Regions from separate parts of the Sus scrofa genome. Here region 2 is linked to region 1. Evidence: chromatin contacts called from public Hi-C data. All regions are on one chromosome and are shown on one strand. Each heading gives the region's core, a stretch centred on a gene start, on an enhancer-like site or on the middle of the called end of the contact. The rest is flanking DNA. Distances are from core to core; before and after follow the strand shown. Region 1 overlaps ROS1 (proto-oncogene tyrosine-protein kinase ROS). Region 2 has its middle 88 kb from the start of VGLL2.

Region 1 (4,908 bases), core at 1,681-4,180:
TTGAAAATATCCTTGAATTGATCCATCATTGCCCTCATCTGTGAATATGCATTCTTGGGTCATCCTAATTTGATAAAGATGCCTATGATTAGGGATAACAGGAATTCAGGTTCTGAATCTTCCTTGATGGTATATAGTCAGAGGTACATGTTCCACCTTGGGCTCATTCTAAGGACCAACATTCAAGTCAGTTACACCTTGTCAGAAAGGAATAAAATGGCCATCGGTAGTGAGGATAACGTTTGGGACCAAACGCTCATAAAGAAACTCTTATTTTTTAATAGAAAGCCAACTTTAAGTTTTAATTGCTTGCTGCAGGTTTTTGAATTTCCATGTTTAAGAAGTTCTTAAAGAAACAAACATGTTAATTGAGACTTCTTTTTCTAGTGGAAGCACAATGAGTTTTACCATGTTAAAGCTTTGTGTAGCCAAGGTCCTGCTTATATCTGCAACATCACAGCTCTGCAGCCTTATACCTCCTATAATGTCCGAGTAGTGGTGGTGTACAGCACAGGAGAAAACAGCACCTCACTCCCAGAGAGCTTTAAGACTAAGCGTAAGTAACATACTCAATGCTCAGAAAACCCTAGACGCTTCTCAATTCTTTACTTATTGCTTATTTCATGAATTCTGGAGGTTGAAATTTTTCTTTCTTTTTTTCTTTTCTTCTTCTTCTTCTTCTTCTTTTTTTTCTTTTGTCTTTTTAGGGCTGCACCTGCAGCATATGGAAGTTCCCAGGCTAGGGTCAAATTGGAGCTACAGCTCCTGGATACACCACAGCCACAGCAATGCAAGATCTGAGCTGCGTCTGCGACCTACACCACAGCTCATGGCAACACCGGATCCTTAACCCACTGAGCGAGGCCAGGGATCGAATCTGTGTCCTCATGGATGCTAGTCAGATTCGTTTCTGCTGAGCCACGACGGGAACTCCCTGAAATTTTTCTTGAAAGAGTAAATTACTGTCTGTAGAGCTTGACTCAAGAAATTGAAAAGAGGCAGGAATCTTACAGGAAGTAATGAGATAATACTCATCTAATCTTGCAGGACCCGAACTGGGCAAAATTATTTTGCCTTTCAGTATTCTGATTTCCCACCTAGCTATGATATTTTGCAATAAGAACTAAATGAAAACATTGTCACTGAGTGTTCAAGTAGTTACTTACTGACTACTATAACCAGATGCTAAAAATAAAAAAAATCTAACAAGTATATTAAATTAACTAGTGTTCTAAAAGATACACAATAACCCAAAGTGGATCTCTTCAAGAATCAAGGGAGGGGGTTCCCTGGTGGTCTAGTGGTTAGGACTCAGTGCTTTCACCACTGTGGCCTGGGGTCAATCCCTGATCTAAGAACCGAGATCCCATATCCAGCTTCTGCAAGCTGAGGCCAAAACGAACAAACAAATAGGGAAAATGCTCTAAAACTTACAAAAATATTTTATTTGCATCACTTATTTCATATCAAGCTAAGATATATTGTTACTCCTATCACTAATCCATTTACTCTGTCACTAATAAAAATTTCAGATACTCATTTAAAAATATGAATTGCTTTTTAAGATGAAAAAATAAAAATATACACTCGTATAAGAATGTTTCTGAATATTTCTTTAATGTATTTGGCTTTCCTATTAGTAAATATAGCCCATAGAAGGATGTTATGCAGAATATTTTATACTTCTAACATATCAATCAGATTCTTTTTTGTTTCCAAGCTGGTGTCCCAAGTAAACCAGGCATTCCAAAATTACTTGAAGGGAGTAAAAATTCAATACAGTGGGAGAAGGCTGATGATAATGGAAGCAGACTTATGTACTATGTCCTTGATATCAGGTATGTCTGTTTGCAGAAGTGCTTTGTAAACTACAAAGACCTAAGCAATTAATTGTAAGGTATTATTAGGCCAAAATTAACAATATTTATGAACATATATTTATAAATGAACACAAAAGATCTTAGTTTAAGGACTTTGCATGCATCATTATGTCCCTTGCACAATTCCAAATAGTCAGCCTTGGCACTCCAGTTAGCAGATGAACAGTCCTCTCAGAAATCTATGACTGGTTGTTAGTGCAGACAATTCAATCTTTTGAACATGTAACTAATATTTACTTAATGTCTATTTGGTTTAAGAAGCTGAGCTGATGTTTGATGTTAGATGATGGTATGCATGTAAATTTCTGATACTAATTTGTTTGAGTCTAGTAAGAATTGACAATGAGCTATTACTTTTCAGAATATAAAATTAAGTCAAGATCTGAAATGATCTGAAGTATATAGGCAACCCAGGGTTCTCTCTCCATTGTCAAGATTACAGTTTGCATTGTGTTCCCAGGGGTTGAAAATGTGCCTTCAATGAAAACCTGATGAACATACGCAACCTCAGTTCTGGCCAGTATGGGGAGCTCTGTGAAACATCACAGGCTCAAATAAGCTGATTTCATGCCAACTTGAGGGGAGAATTCCAAATTCCACAGACACTCCCCTCACGGGACTATGAAGCCATCTTTTAAGAAGCTCCAAGGACGAAAGTCACTTCCATAATTATAGTTCTGGCAACTTGAGCTTTAGATCTATTTTTGATTCATCTTGCTCTGGCATTCCCATAACCTTAAAAAAAATTTCCTACTCAGGCTAGAGAATTACATTGGCCATGTATCCAACTTTCTTGAAATTTTTGTTACTTTTTTTTTTTTCCGTGCAGAAATACATTCTGACCTGCAGAACCCTCTTGGTGGTCTGTGACTGCAACTATATTCGTCAATCAGGCCATACCATGGGCTTGCTAGGACCCCTGTAGTATATTCTCTTCAGTAACACCTGAAGTTCATAGCTCCACAAATACTCTGCATTTCCTTGTCCTTAAGCCTCTACTCTCAGGAGAGGGACTATGAAATAGCAGCACGTATCATCTATCTCAAAGTATCTCACAGTATCTCAGGGTAAGTTCTTCAGTCAAGGCACACTGGTAGGCTTGCAGATGGTGCAAAAGTGAAGGCCCTTGGGAAATGGACAGACTGTATGAGTTTCCCAGGGCAGCTGGAACAGTGTGCCACCACCAACGGATGACTTAGAACAATAGAGCATTTATTCTCTCACAGATTTGGAGACTGGAAGTCTGAAGTCAGGGTGTGGGCAGGATTGCATTCTAGGGAAGAATCTTTCTTTGCCTTTTCTTAGCTTCTGCTGATGGCCAGCAATCCTTGGCATTCCTTGGTTTGTAGATGGATCATTCCAGTCTCTAGCTTTATCATCACATGATATTCTCCTTATGTGTCTGTGTCCAAATTTTCCTCTTCTTAAGAGGGCACTGGTCATTGGATTTAGGGCCCACCCTAATCTAGTATGACCTTGTCTGGACTTGATTACATCTGAAAAGATCCTATTTTCAAACAAGGTCACATTCACTGGGTCTGGGTAGCATGAATTTTGGGGAGACAGTATTCACTCTGTTACACAGCCTGTGTTTGTTTGTTTATTTATTTATTTATTTACTTTTATTATTATTATTTTTTTGCCATTTCTTGGGCCATTCCCATGGCACATGGAGGTTCCCAGGCTAGGGGTCAAATCAGAGCTGTAGTCACCGGCCTACACTACAGCCACAGCAAAGCCAGATCCGAGCTGTGTCTGCGATCTACACCACAGCTCACCAGATCCTTAACCCACTGAGCAAGGTCGAGGATCAAACCCGCAACCTCATGGTTCCTAGTCGGATTTGTTAACTACTGAGCCACAACGGGAACTCCCATAGTCTGTGTTTAAATCCTTGCTTGATTCCCTTTTTGAACTTAAGTTTTCTCCTCTGTAAAATGGAATGATACTATCGACCTCTTTAGGTTGTTGTGAGGATTCAATGAAGTGAAACAACATATGAAAAGTCCCAGTATGGTGTGTGATAAATAGAGGGTGCTCAACCAATATCAGAATTCTTTCTTCTCTTCTTCAATGGCCAATATCTGTGAAGAGCCACTTTATACATTTTTAAGAATCTCTTTCTTTTGGATCAGAGTGTTTTGGATTGAAAAATGAAATTGCCAAGGTCCAACCTAAGACTTCACACAATGTAAAAAAAATGCTGCTTTATGGCTTTACTTCGGATGGTTGCAGGGACACTTAGCTCCTGGTAACATTTATGATCATCCCTGCTGTCCTGGTCCCTCTGATATTCTTGCTGATTCCATGTCCCTGGGAGGCTCAGCCCTCACTGCCCTTGGTGCTCCTTCAGAACAACTACTTAGAGGAGCAGAACTGGCTTCTGTTACTTATCCTCAAGTTTACTCTCAGTTGGAACCAAGTCCTAAAACTGCTATGACCTGAAAAATTGCAGACTTGAAAAGTTTATCGTCAGAAAAGATGTAATTGGGAGGCCTTGAAATTGCCTTCAGTCGATGGTTCTGTTAAAAGTCATTTCAATCTTGTCTTTTGACCCCAGCTCTTGTTATTTTTCGTTTTATATGAAGAATAGTGAAGGTTGACTTTGAGGTAGAGTGAAGGCCAATATAAATGGAAGCAATGAACCTTGGAATCTCAGATATAATGATAACTTTGGTAACCGAACTATTATATCTTCTCTATTAGTGTTATGTTCTCTATTTTATCCAGATATGGTATCTGTTAATTACAGAGAGCATAAGAGACAGAAAATTAAGAAAAAAAATTCCCTGTTAAAAATTATGAAATAATTGTCTTATGTGTTTGGAATTCTGGAGAAAGTCTGCACACTCTAATAGTAGGGAAAGGATCTTCAGTTTTCTCTTGGCCATTGATTATGCGTAATTTTCCAGATGGGCTGAGTTGGTTGGCTCCATGCATTGCTGGGATGACTTTATAAGACTCTGCTATGTTCTGTAGCCAAACCATGTGAGAGGAATGAGATCAAGGGCAAAGTGTGCAATAGGAG
Region 2 (4,908 bases), core at 1,721-4,220, 150 kb after region 1:
TTGTAGTCAATTCTTAATTTGCAGTGTCCTTTAACATATTACTTACAACAATATTGTTGAGGTCATTATTATCCTTATTTTACAGTGCAAGTAACTGAGGCTAAACGAACTGAAGTGTTTTGGGTCCAGCTACTTCTGGTTCTGATTTCAGGTGGTGACGGGCACATCAGCATTGCTCTTTTTAACATACATGTAGAAGACAAAGTTTGAGGCAGTTCTTCAATGTGAATTATAGCAGTTTGGATGGAAGTTTCAACATTCTACATAATGTGAGAGAATTCTTTAAGCCCTTGAAATAAGATACATTGGAAATGTTTAAGATTCCTGGGAAAATATTCAATATATACTATTCTGAGAGAGCTAAAAGTTTGTCATATACTTAGAGTGCTATAGTGAATAGATACTCAGCTTTAAATTGTTTGGTTTTGGTACTTAGGCACATGCTGTCTTTTTCAGTGTATTTTATGGATGTGTCTTACCTATCCATGTGATTATTTCACTCATATATTCTCCATATTTCTTGGATGGAGCCATACATTCTCCTGGGGTCTTTCACTAATGTTAGTTTTCTTTTCTTTTTCTTTTCTCCCCCAGAAATTATTTTAAATAAGGATGCCTGGCCCTTAGCAGTTGAAAAATATATATTTGTTAAATCAATATCCATAAGAGGCCACTTGCTGCCAGTACTAATTGTGAATCCATATGTTAAAAATAGACTGCCATTGTGCCAAGTGCCTCACATATGTTACTTCAATTATAACAACATTAATTACCAAACAGCACGCATTCTTTTTTTTTTTTTTTTGTCTTTTTTTGTCTTTTTGCCTTTTCTAGGGCTGCTTCTGTGGCATATGGAGGTTCTCAGGCTAGGGGTCGAATCGGAGCTGTAGCCACCGGCCTATGCCAGAGCCACAGCAACGCGGAATCCGAGCCGTGTCTGCAACCTTCACCACAGCTGACGGCAACGCCGGATCCTTAACCCACTGAGCAAGGCCAGGGATCGAACCTGCAACCTCGTGGTTCCCAGTTGGATTCGTTAACCATTGCACCACAATAGGAACTCCAGACAGCAGGCATTCTTTCCCCTATTTGCAGATGAGGAAAATGAGGCTCAGGGAGAATAAGTAATTTGTCCAAATTCACACAGCTGGTAAGTCGCCAAAGCTAGATTCATACACAGGTTTATAAGGCCAGAAACCTAAATGTGTTTATCTCAAACACCTTTTTTCAACAAATCAACGCATCTGAGTTGTTTCCTTATCATCTCTGTAAAAGTGAAGAAAATAACGAGCTGTAAAATGCATTTTTAAAAGTGTTCCTTTATGCTTAACCTGAAGCAGACCTTGCAGGTGGGCCCCAGAGATTTTAGGTCTCAGTCCAAGCTCACGGCTTTTCCTAGCATCTTTTTTTTTTGGACATTTTAGGGCCTCATCTACAGCATATGGAAGTTCCCAGGCTAGGGGGCGAATCGGAGCCACAACTGCTGGCCTCTGCCACAGCCACAGCAACATAGGATCTGAGCGGCATCTGCTACCTACACTGCAGCTCACAGCAACACTGGATCCTTAACCCACTGAACAAGGCCAGGAATCGAACTGGAATCTTCATGGATACTAGTCCGATTCATTTCTACTGCACCACAACAGGAACTCTCTTTCCCACCATCTTTTACTCTTTATGTTTGTGAGCTGACACTTCTTGATAATTGTTCACAAACATACATTCTGATGAAACTCAGAGCTTTCTGAAGTACTTGCTTGTCTGTGGCTTTTTAGGGGTTTTCCAATAGCTGAGTGCTCTAGACTGCCCTACCTCCCTTCACTTCCCTGTTGGCATGACTTCTTCCAGATTCAGCCCAGTCTCTGGGATGGTGTACTGGGTATGACCAGAGAGAGACAATGGGGGAACCAAATTTCAGAGGACTTTCCAACAAAAATCAAGATGGTGGGGATGGTTGCACACTGAGATTGGACCTAAAATATTTGATAATCTCCATCTATTTTAGAGACCTCTTCCTTGATCTTCTGAACCTTTGTCTTTCCAAAAGAGTATCTCCTGTGATGTAGCTGATGGGGCAAGCAGGAAATGACTAGGGCCTTGGTGATGTGAAGCCCGAAGTAATATACAGATTGATGATTGCTTAGATTCTTGAAAAAACAGCCTACAACTATCCTTTGAACTTCTACTAAGACTATTTCCCACTTGTTACAAAGAGCCAGATAAATAGGAACTAAGTTTAGTATGAAACCACCAAACAAAAATCGACAAGAAAATGCAGTGTCCATGTTTCTATACCTACATTGGAACCACCTGACAAGCCAATAATAATAATTTCCCAAAGTTGCCTTTGGCAGGTCTAGCCCTGTTGCCTTAAGCATGTTTCCCTCTTGATGTCATGCTGTCTCCTCTTTGGCATTTTACTAGATCTTGTGGGTTTCTGCCAAGGGCACCAGACAAGCTTTCTGTCAGGAGTTTTTCCAGGCTAGGAGCCAAAAAAGTGGCTTGGGGTTGTCCAGAACCTCCTTAACTGTTCTTTTCAGCCTGATCAGTTATAATAGAGGTGGGAGGGTACAGGACACAATGGCTTAAGTCATCTAGTGGTTTGCTGACTCTTTATAAATAGACAATATATAGGAATCTTTAAGAAAATGGTGGGTTTTTAATGACAGCATGCAGAGTATGACTAGGAGGAAGATTTTAAGAATTGGTAATGGGAAATACCTTCCAATCTGATCTTTCTTCACCAAAAGAAGGAAAATCTAGTTTTGCCGGTGGGAAAGCTCCAATTGCAACCAGTAATCAGCCTGATATTTGAGTCTCTATGTTCATTGTGGTTTTTGCATGGTGTGAAGTCGGCTGGGCATGCATTGTAACACAGATATCCCACCGGAGCTCTCAGACCCAAGATGGAAAGTTGAGCTGCCTATCAGTAAGCAATATTTTTAAAATCCTGGAGACTTTTCATCATGACGTCATTTGGTTTCAGAGCTCAGATTGCTTCCTAGCTGATATTCTTTCCATCCAGAGTTACAACGTGCACCTTGTGGCGCTTTGGAAATGCCTTGAGACTTTCACTCTATTTTTACTTATAAATAGACTTCACTACCATATAAATCAATTTAAGATTAAATCTCCTCGTGTTAGTATCCAAAATATTACCATAAATTGGAATGTGAAATAAGCTGGGATGAGACCAAACTCAGCTGACACAAAAAATATCAACCAGCTAACATACTGATTCAGTTTATTCAATTAATTACCCACTTGGCTGGGTCAATATTTATTTTTGCAATTCCTTTTCGTCTAACTCGTGTTAATTTGTTTAGATTTCCATTTTGTATCATTTCTTTTAGGGAGATTAGAAGATCATTATCCATTGCATCCTGGGATTATTTAATTTGAATTTTGAATTGCCTATTTATCTATAGTATACCTGAAATTAGTAGTTTCGATTGCAAAGCACAGTTGAGAAACATACAAACAGCCTCAGACTAAAACACTGCAACTATTTTTTTCATGGATTGCTTAAATCCTGTTATATTCAACTGTGTAGAGACAAACAGAGAGTGCCTTTAGCAAGATGAGCCATCGCTTTATTTTTAAAGCTCGCTTATGTCAACGCTTTCTATCCATGGCTAGGTTAGCCACCATTATTCAGGGGTGAGATCAGAGTCCTTTTCTTTCCTAGAGCTGCTTGCCATTTTCTCAACACCTGCCTTGCAAGTGACAGCTCTGTGGGTGTCCTCATAAATTACAAATCATGTGCCTTGGTCCTGATGCCTTGGGACAGGCACAAAGTTAGAAACTGTCCTGTAACTTTAGAACTGTAGCTGCAGGATGGGACAGCTGAGTAGAGAACAGAGATGCACATCAGCAGGGGTTCTGTTAAGACATTATCAGGCCCCCTGCCTGATGCTGGTGGACAATTTGTGCAATTTCTCCTGGAGACAGAGTAGAAGTTGTGAAATGGAAAGTGATAGACAGTGGGCAGAGGGAATGGAAGGATGCCTCTAAAATGGAAGGTTGTTTTCCTTTATAGGGTAGTATCAAGGACTGTGATCATGTGGTAAAAATATACTCCAATTCAGCATCCTAACTTTGTTTAAAAACTTACTGGATTTGCTAAGACTGGCAGTGACTTTCTAATATCTGAATGGAATAAGGATTTTAATTTCCTCCTCGAAACCTTTTCCTCCCATAGATTCCATAATAAAAATTTGCAGTAAACATAAGAACAGCCAAAAATGTAAGCATATATAATGAGTAACTTTCCTTTCACATAATCTATCCTAGATAAATTACATAACAGTTATGCTTATAAGAAAATGTGATGAATCAGTTAACTCTAGCTGTGTAACAAATCACCCCCAAAGCTTAGTGACTTAACACAACCACTTATTGTTTCCCATGGGTCCACAGTTCTGACGGTCAGTTAGTTCTGTTAGGTGAACTGCAATCAGCTGAACTTAATCAAGAATCTAGGCTCAGTAGCAGGTCCAATAGGCAGTGTTGTTAATCTTGGCCAAATTCTTTCATAGAGCTAGAGCTTCAGCTAGCCAGCTGGGCAGATCTGACTCTATTCCACATATTTAAAACTGCCTTGAGCATATAATCATTGTGAAATCTTAGGAATATGAAGACAATAGAAAACGTGCAAAATCGTTATAAAGTCTCTGCTTATGTCAAGTTTGCTACTGACTAATTGGCTGAAACAAATCATATGGCAAATCCCACAGCCAGTGTAGGAGGAAGCTACAGTCTGGATACAAGAAGACATACAAAATCATAGTGAGGAGTTCCTGTTGTGGCGAAGTGGAAACAAATCCCACTAGTGTTCAAGAGGATGTGGGTTTGCTCAGTCAACCCCTGGTCTTGCTCAGTGGGTTAAGGATCCGGCATTGCTGTGAG

Evidence for each region. Hi-C and Micro-C count contacts between places; a contact is called where the count stands out from the background.
Region 2: a Hi-C map of skeletal muscle shows a contact between it and region 1, with 5 times the contacts expected there. The contact joins two enhancer-like sites. A contact is called at or near these places in 3 of 47 Hi-C or Micro-C datasets (psoas muscle and skeletal muscle) and 1 of 2 datasets of contacts at active chromatin or transcription factors (skeletal muscle).

Annotation. Positions count from the first base shown.
Region 1 is chr1:44,490,776-44,495,683 of Sscrofa11.1, forward strand. ROS1 (proto-oncogene tyrosine-protein kinase ROS) reads left to right here. Exons shown (of 44, transcript XM_021089102.1): 32 at 388-556; 33 at 1,721-1,838. Among named protein-coding and RNA genes, the nearest start is that of VGLL2, 64 kb to the right of the region's middle. Within about 2 kb of position 2,931, at least 2 of the 83 cell types and tissues checked have an H3K27ac peak or open chromatin away from gene starts, as enhancers often do. A contact at or near this core is called in skeletal muscle, where this site is marked.
Region 2 is chr1:44,643,566-44,648,473 of Sscrofa11.1, forward strand. No RefSeq gene overlaps it. Among named protein-coding and RNA genes, the nearest start is that of VGLL2, 88 kb to the left of the region's middle. Within about 2 kb of position 2,971, at least 3 of the 83 cell types and tissues checked have an H3K27ac peak or open chromatin away from gene starts, as enhancers often do. A contact at or near this core is called in skeletal muscle, where this site is marked.